2 separate regions of the Mus musculus genome follow, and region 1 is linked to region 2. Evidence: chromatin contacts called from public promoter capture Hi-C data. All regions are on one chromosome and are shown on one strand. Each heading gives the region's core, a stretch centred on a gene start, on an enhancer-like site or on the middle of the called end of the contact. The rest is flanking DNA. Distances are from core to core; before and after follow the strand shown. Region 1 holds the start of Snrpb (small nuclear ribonucleoprotein B). Region 2 holds the start of Ebf4 (early B cell factor 4).

Region 1 (4,414 bases), core at 506-3,005, 120 kb before region 2:
CTGGTTAGCATGCCTCCAGGGCTTGGTGTAATAGGGTTAACTTTACTGGGCTAGTGTTAATTAGTTTGGATACTTAATACTGATATATAACTTGTTATCCTTAATTTTTAATTAAGGCAACAACAGTTTCTATCCTGGCTTCCAATATAGCTTTGCAAAAATAAAGGGGGAGCCTCTACACATCCCAAGGTAAACAGAAGTACCTGTCTCTCTCAGAAACATGCCCCCCCACCCGCATCTAACTGGCGTTATGCCACCCCCAACCACCCAAGTATCATCTCTGCCAGGAACTGCAAGTGCTGTTCACTCCCGTAAGCATTACCCCATCCTAACCTAAAGATCCAGATTGTGTTTTCTGCTTAATCCCCTTACATAACTGTTCACGGGGATCAGCATACATCGGTCCCTTTGCCTAGTAACAGCTAATATACCTTATTGGATACTCCCTGTATATCCAGGCCCTTGAAAGGGATTGTGTATTTCATTTGATCCTCAAAATTGGACCCAGTGTCATTCATTTTTACTGGTAAAATAGGCTACTCCGGCTGAAGATTATGTAAGGACTTGCCTCAGTCAACTCTTGGAAAAAAAGAAAAAAGAAAAGCAATATCCTGTTTGAGCACCTCGGGTTTCTTCAGCCACGCAACTAGAGTAATCTTTTGGAGAGATTCGAGGTATTTATTACATGTGGTCTGTAGCCAAAACTAAATAAAATTAGGATTTTGAGTACAGAAATTATAACAAACTGAGATTTCAAGCAAAGACCACTTTCCCTGGCTGACCTTTAAGAACTTAAGTTCATTAAGCCTGGGAAAAATCTTGCAGCGATCGTTCACTACCAACAGGATAAAGCAAGACTGGGCCTTCAGCAACCAGACTCCTGGAAAGTTCGTGCCATCGACTGCTTTGCTCTCTCAGTTTTCCAGATTGCTAACCCTCCCTCCCATGGGGGAGCCGGGTGCCCCGAAACAATCATTTGGGAGTCACCTCCTGGAGAAAACGTTCTCGTTCCTCCCACTGCCGTTACTTTTGCCTAACGCTGAGCTACCACTGCGATATTAGTTATATTGTAGCTATATTAGGACTGCCTGGCCAGAAACTGGCCCAAGTGAAGACAGAACTTACTTTAGGGTGCAGCCCCGGCGCCCGACACAGCCCAACATCAAAATACGAGAAGCAAGGTCGCGCGCGCTCTGCTGGCAAACCCTCTCCTCCAGCCTCCCGCTCCCTCCGCTGCTCGACTCCGGTTTCGGGCCGTGACCTCCGCTACTCCTCCGCCTCGCCCGGCGCTGCCCGGTCGGCCCGAGGCCTGCGCCAGCTCCAAAAGCCCGGGCACACACTGACGCCCAAGTTTAAAGCTACGGAGGCCGCGGGGCCGAAACCGCCGTGGCTCCGGGACACGACGTTTGACGGCCGCGCATCGGCCTCTGTACCCCGGTCGGCCTTCCCCTCTACCCGGTCGCAGCCTCACGGCAAGTCCAGGCCTTTGGCGCTGGGATGAAGCGGCTTCCACCCCGACCTCCTCCGCCACGGGCGGCTCGGCTCGGCTCCAGCCCACGGACGCCGCCAGCTACCGCCCCGTTCCGCACCCCCGAGCGCCCTACAGCCAGCCCGCGCCTTCTCACCATGGTGGCGGCTCGGATGGCTCAGATTCCCGCCGGATTCTCTGCCACAGAGGCCTAGTCGCCAGCCAGCCAGCCGCTGGATTCCCGCCGCCGCCGCTAACGGAAATGCTGCCTGCAAAATGCCGCCGCTAGTGAAGCTACTTCCGGTCCGGCCTCGGACCTGGAGTTCCGGTCTCTGGAACGCAATTAGGGGGCGGAGCATTAGCATCAGCTGACGGATTGTGTGGTGGTTTTGTTTTGTTTTGTTTTGTTTTGGGTGGATTTTTCCCCCCCTTTGTTGATTTTATTGGAGTTTTCCTCCTCGTTTTGTTTTGCTTTAGACCGGGTCTCACTGGGTCTTGAGCTTCGGATCCTCCTACCCACCGCGTTCTTAGTACCAGATGCTGGCGTACACCATACTTGGGCGGCAAACATCCTTGGAGGACAGACACCTCCCCAGCTAAAGTCTCCGCTGGAGTGCTTGGTTTACACGCCGATGTCCCAGACCCCACTCCCATCCAGTTCTCACCCAGCGCTCTTGTGAACTCACTCTAGGAAGCCACTTCTCTAGCTTCTCTCTATGTTCTTCCCTCTTTGCATTTGCTTTTGTCTCACCAGGAGCGCTAGACTCGCAGGTATATGCACACCCTCATGCCCTTACCTCCAGGATTTAAACAGAAATGACAGTCCTGGTGAGGACTTTCCTGACCATTCTTTCTAGGAAAAAAAAAAAAAAATGCAACTTTCTCAGGCTCTTCGCGCTTCCTTTTTGCTTGTTTTCAAATATTGATTGCTATCTGACATACTAAACCGTAGTCCCCTTATTATTGGAAGGGCATGCCTTCCCAGACTCGGAGTAACTCCCCAAGTCACAATATGCTAATTTTTTTTCTACATAAGCACGCTTACGATATGCATATCCTTTTCACTTAACGCAAGTGTATTTTGGCACCCTTGAATTGACTTTAAAAACCGGGATTTAAGCAAGACAAATTTTGGGTCGAAGTTTGGATTGATGTCCCCTTCCCGCCTCTCGGAGTCCGGCCTGGCTACAGGAGGTGGCTACTTCAGTCTCTATATCCCCCTCTGGTAGGAATCTCAGCTAGAGTCACCTCCATAGGTATCCTCCCCAGCCCCAGGCTCCAGCTAGCCACCAGAGAAAAACCCCAACTCCTCCCCACCACATCACACCCCCACCCCCACCCATTCCCTTCCTCACCCCTTCCTCCCCTACCCAGTTCCCTCTGTCCATCCACCTCCAATGACTATTTAGTTTCCCATCTGAATGAGATTGGAATCCCCCTTGGGACCAACAGTGGTATGGGATGGAGGCAATGGTGGGGGCGGGGGGGGGGATTTGTAAGGGCGGGATTTGGGAATAGAAGAGGGAGCAAGGGCTATGATCCAGATATAAAGTGAATAAAAGAAAATTATTGAAAAAACAAAACAACAAAAACAAAAACGGGATTTAGTCAGGCAGTGGTGGCCTTTAACACCAGCACTCAGGAGGCAGAGACAGGCTGATCACTGTGAGTTCGAGGCCAGCCTGCTCTACAGAGCTAGTTCCAGGACAGCCAGAGCTACACAGAGAAAACCTATCTTGAAAAACAAAAACAAAACGAAACGAAAACAAAAAGATAACAGGAACTACCTGAACACCAGTGCTGCAGTGTAGGCCCGCCAGTGCAGTGAGATCCTATGAGTACTGAGTGGGTAGCACACACAGCGTGGACACCTGCATGGACACCTTCCCCAAGGGCTGATCTCTGGTTAAGGCCAAGACATAGCATTCTTCCTGCTACTCAAAACAGTGCATGACACAGAACATTAGTTGCTTATTTCTGGAATTTTCATTTAGTATTTTCAAACTGATAGACCAAAGGTACCTGAAACTTGGATAAGAGAGTACTGTATATATTTTTAAGTTATTTTATTGCCCCACTAGCATGTAAGCTCCGATACATTATGGATTTTTCTTTGTAAACTGTTTATTATTTAGAATACTGCTTAGCATAAAGGGCTTAGTAAGTGTTTGTTTAATGAATTAATGAATTAATCTCATTTGGCTCCATTACTCTTTAATCCTTGCCTATATGCCTAGAACTTTCTAATTTATTCCTCTGACCTTGGTTTTTTGTTTTTGTTTTTTTTCTAACTTTTGGTCTTTTATATAAAATCACTTGCTTAATAGCTGCCCAGCAGATAGGCTAAATTTAACATGTTGAAAACTGAATTCTTGGCCTTATTACTCCTCCCTTCCCATCTCAGAAGTTTTGTCAAGTTACGAAAACAAGGAATGGTGCTAAGACTTTGGTACATTGGGTAGATTGTGTAGAACACGCAAAGCCCTGGGTTCGATCCCCAGCACTGTATAAACTGGGCCTGGTAAGCTATGCCTACCATCCTAGCACTCAGACAGTGAGATGGGTACACAAGGAGTTGGAAACCAGGCTGGGCTCCTCAGGCTCCTGTCTCAAAACAAACAAACAAACAAACAACAGAACAGAACAAAGTAATGAGGACATGAAGCATAGTCAGTTCTTTTCTTCAGTTTATAATCTACCTGTCAGGAAACTGTCCATCCCCCACTGTCACCCTACCTTGTTATTGGTTCCACTGCTGTGACTGCTAGTCTTAGCCACCAGCCTCTCTCACTTGGATTACCAAATGAGTCTGTAACTGTTCTCCTGGCTTTACTCTTGTTCTCAGGGCAGCCAGAGGGGTCCTTCTAAATTATCCTGGGATTCTCTCAGGTGATTGCATAGCCTGCCTTCTACCTCCCACTGACTTCCCAGGACTCATGGGAAAAT
Region 2 (4,145 bases), core at 1,169-3,668:
CCAAGCTAGAATGTGGTCTTCTCAAACACAGCCTCACAGACTGTGGGGAACACATGGATTCTTGAATAACAATGAGGGGGCGGGGTATACACAGCAGCCTAGCATCCTCATAGGGTGGGAGGAGATAGGGATCACACTTCTTGTCTGTGGAGGGCCAGAAGCCCCAAGAGGACCACGGAGTCAAAGCAGAAGCAACAGTTTCAGAACAGGGAGGAGTCAGACTGTGAGTCTCCAGGAGCAGCCAGCCGAGCCTGGCAAAGCAGCCTTGGTGGCTACTCCTGTGAACTGCTGCAGAAACAGGAGGGGCAGAGGTTGTAGGAGGTAGGGAGAAGGGGAAGGACTTTTAAGAATGGGAAGTCTTAGCCAGACGTAGTAGCTGGCATGCGTGATCCCAGCACTCCGGCTCTCTGATGCTGGCTCTGACGTGACAGGTCTGGGAGGGTCTTCGATTCCGAATTTGTCACAAGCTACCAATGTCAATGCTGCTGATCCAGGAGCCATACTATGAGGGGCAAGGTTTAGAGTCATCTAAAGGGATGTAGAGGCCAGTTGGAAAAGAATTCCTTTTGAGAAACCTGCTTTTGATTATTCTGTGAGTAAAGGCCAAGACCGTGAGAAGTCTGCGTGAGACTGGCAGTGCCCCTTCTTCCTCCTTCACAGGTGACAGGTGTTGAAAAACTGGGCAAAAAAGAGGGAGAGTAGAGACCCAGGAGGTCAGGAGAAGAGGCAGAGGAACTCTAGTGTCACTGGGGTCCTTTCTGTGGATCAGTGCTAGGCAGGATATTAAGGGCTGACGTGGAGCATCCCCCATCTCACCCCCAGGAAGGTGAAGATCTCAGAGTGCAAAGAGCAGCATGAACAAGGCCACCCAACCTTTTGCTGTTCTGCAGGAAACTGCTGGACTCAAACCAAGGTTTGCTGATAGCCCCAAGGTCGAAGGCCAGATGATTTCTGTGCAGATATAAAAGATGAACGGACTCAGAAAGAAGGCTGGAGAAAAGGAGGTGAGCTGGACTTAGGTTTAAGAGCCCAGCTCACCTGAGCCTTTCAGAAACGTCTACTTGCTTTCAGAAGCAAGAGATTTCTCAAAAACTCAGGTGGGAATGTAAACTTAAGTTTAGGTAATCCAGGGACAGGAACAAGAATGGGAGGTGCAGGACTCGGGTAGCTCAGCTTGCCTGGGGCCGCATCTTCACCACAAGGTGAGAGACCCTTAAGCGCTAAGGCGCGGAGGTTAAGCCGAGGTCAAGTGGCACCAAGGGTGCAGCGACTCCTAGAATCAAGCGTTGGCTGAGGAGAGGGCGGCGCATACTTAGGAGAAGAAGATGGGACCACAAAGATGCTGGAGCTTCGTCTGGTGGCGACGGGGAGGCCGTGGTGATTCCCCAGCGTGGTGTGGACGAGCTGCCCTGCTTAGGCCGGGCTTCCTCGCCGCGCAGCCCCCAGCCCATCCTTTCCCCATCTTCCCTGGCCTGGGCCAGCTTCCCGGCGCCCCTCCACCGAGGCCGTGGCCCCCAGCCCGGCTACGGACTCGTCAGGGTCCGCCCCGCCGCCGCGGCCCCAGCCCGGCCGCTCCTCCCCCGATGATGTCACGTCCCTGGCCGCCCCTCGGCCGGCCTCGCGCCCCGCCCCCGCCTCCCCTGGCCCCGAGTCCCCTGGGCCCACCCGCTTGCGACAGCCCTCCTCTTGCCCGTGCTCCCTCCCTACGGCTCCCGCTCCCCAGGGAGCGGCGGCGGCGGCGGGATGGCCAGGGCCCGCGGCCAGGCCCCGGGGAGCGGCGGGCGGCGGCGGCCGCGGCGGGGAGGCGCGGGGACCGGGCCCCGGGGGGACTCGGCCGGTCTGCTGCTGCTCCTGCTGCAGGTGCTGCCGCCCGGGGCAGCGGCAGGCCCGGGGCGCCGGGGCACTCGGGGGCCTGGCGGCGGCTGCGTCTGCTGGCCCGGCGCCGGCCCTGCTTTTCCACGGGACGCGCGTCTGCTGCTGTTGCTGCCGCCCCGGCCACCACCGTCGCCGCCGCCGACCTCCACGGCCGCAGCCTCCCCCTCTCGGATGGTAATCAGCGCCCCGCGCGGGCGCCGCGGGCGGGCGGGGGAGAGACCCGGGTGGGGGGAGGGCGGGCACCTCGCGGGGCGCTCGCCCCCCCCTCCGACGACCGCCGCGCTGGGCAGCCGCCAGAGCGCGCCTCTGGGGCGCCTCCGTGCGGAGCCGGTGCGGGCTCCGCTCTCAGTCTGTTCACTGGCTCTCAGGCCGCGGGGGAATCCCTCCATCTCCCCGCCCCGCGCCCCGGGAGGGGAGGGGACAGCGCCGGCGCCCGGGGACCCGTTTTCTCTGAGAAAGCACCCGCGAGGCGAGCGGCACTGAGGCGCCGGGACTCCGTGCAGCGCTGCGCTCCTGGAGGCTCCTGGTGCCGTCGGGTCGGGCTGAGCTGAGACGCCCACAGCCTCGGCGGGACGGGATCCCTGGCAGTTGGGGGCGCCCACGAACTGCGGGTCCTTATGTTCCCCGCACAGGACGCTCTGCCCCGCGGTGGGCTCCATCTGAAAGAGGAGCCGCTGCTGCCCTCCAGCCTGGGCTCGGTGCGCTCCTGGATGCAGAGCGCGGGCATCCTGGACTCCAACACCGCGGCGCAGAGGTAAGCGCTCCACCCGAACTAGCACGCTGGTTGGACCGCTTAGTGTCGCCTTCGTCCTGCACGCCTAGCTACTGGAGCGAGGGGTGGAGGGAGTCCTAACTCTTGACTGTCCCGACGAAGTCTCCTGTTCACCCTGTGTGAGTTTGACTTCTTCCTGAGGATATGGGGCGGGTTGCTCACTAGGGTCCAGGGTTCTGGAGGTGGTGTCGCCTCCTCCCGCACACCTGGAGCCATGGCCCACAGTTACTAGTCATCTAGAGATGTACAGCCCCTTCTTCCTGTGCAGTCTCTACCGTTCCACTTGTCCAGTTCCGTGGCTACCCAACAAGAAAGGCAAGAAACTCTGTGGTGTACAGAACCAGAGATGTGGGTGGGGCTGAAGAGAGGCTTAGCCAGTGGGCAGTTAGCCTTGCTGAACTGATTGGGGCTGAGAATGAGGCTGGACTCCTCCGTCTGAGTGGTTTTGGTTAGAACCTGAAGGAGACTGGAAGCTCTTGGGAATTAGCAGAATCGGCTCTGGTTACTTTTCAGGGGGAGGCATAGGGGACTAGACAGGAGACTTCTGTAAGGAATGGACACCAGAATTTGGATGGGGACTTTGAAAGCTTGTTAACTCAGTCACGGCAGCAGCTGGAACCTGGTCTCTGTAACACTCCCTCTCATTATACAACATGGACTGGAGGTTATACGTCTGATCAGATGCTCACGGTGCCTCACGCTAAGTAGGTGTCCCTGCGGACATCCAGGACAGGGTAGGCACTGGCTCTTCAAGTTTTAAATAGCTTCTGTCCAGTATCTGAAGGGTGTCGAAGCAGACCAGGGCTGGCACATCACTCCCATCCACACACCCAGACTTGATCAGGTATCACTTGTGGTGCTTCCCAGCCTCACCCAGTACTAGACAGAGAGTGTTTTCTGGACGAAGGGGTGCAGTATTTTTGCACATCTGTCTTCAAAGAGAGAGTGCTGAGCTTTCTGTTGAATGATCTCTCCTGGACAGGAAAGGGTATTCCAGATGAGCCGATTCCAGTAAGTTAGAGTCTCTAGTTAGAACGGTCTAGCTAGAGACTATAGAAACACAATAACAGATGTTTTAACACTACTGTTCTCCATGTGTTGGTATATTTCCTTGCTCTCCGTGTGTTGGTGTATTTCCTTGCTCTCCGTGTGTTGGTATATTTATTTCCTTCCCATGCCCTTCCCCCACCCCCTTAAGGTTTGTCTTGTGCTAGCCTTAAAACTGTGTGTGCCTCCTTTTCTGTTGGTTATGGCTTTCCCGCTGAGGCGGTCGTGTGACGTTATAGCTGAGTGTATTAGACTGGAAGTTGCTGTTTCTTTCAGACTTTTCTCTCTACCTGCCCAGGGCTGCCAGATTAGATGAGGGGGAAGCAGGGGTGCCAGAGATGATATCCTGACAGTGGGTGAAGGGGCAAGAAATCTGGGCATGAGACTTTCAGCCTCAGCAATCCTAGTCACCGACAGTGTCTCTACACAGAGAAAGGTTCTCGAGTGGGGT

What was found. Capture Hi-C pulls out chosen DNA fragments and counts their contacts.
Region 1: a promoter capture Hi-C map of adipose tissue shows a contact between it and region 2. The contact joins the promoter of Snrpb here to the promoter of Ebf4 in region 2. A contact is called at or near these places in 5 of 39 promoter capture datasets (cranial neural crest, embryonic stem cells, erythroid cells and 2 more), 13 of 484 Hi-C or Micro-C datasets (CD4 T cells, LSK cells, embryonic stem cells and 6 more), 9 of 115 datasets of contacts at active chromatin or transcription factors (the 230-238 cell line, embryonic stem cells, epiblast stem cells and 3 more) and 4 of 9 other capture datasets (adipose tissue, embryonic stem cells, liver and 1 more).

The regions. Positions count from the first base shown.
Region 1 is chr2:130,177,609-130,182,022 of GRCm38.p6, forward strand. Snrpb (small nuclear ribonucleoprotein B) reads right to left here and starts at 1,756. Exons shown (of 7, transcript NM_009225.2): 1 at 1,626-1,756. The coding sequence starts at 1,628.
Region 2 is chr2:130,293,521-130,297,665 of GRCm38.p6, forward strand. Ebf4 (early B cell factor 4) reads left to right here and starts at 2,419. Exons shown (of 17, transcript NM_001110513.1): 1 at 2,419-2,629. The coding sequence starts at 2,493.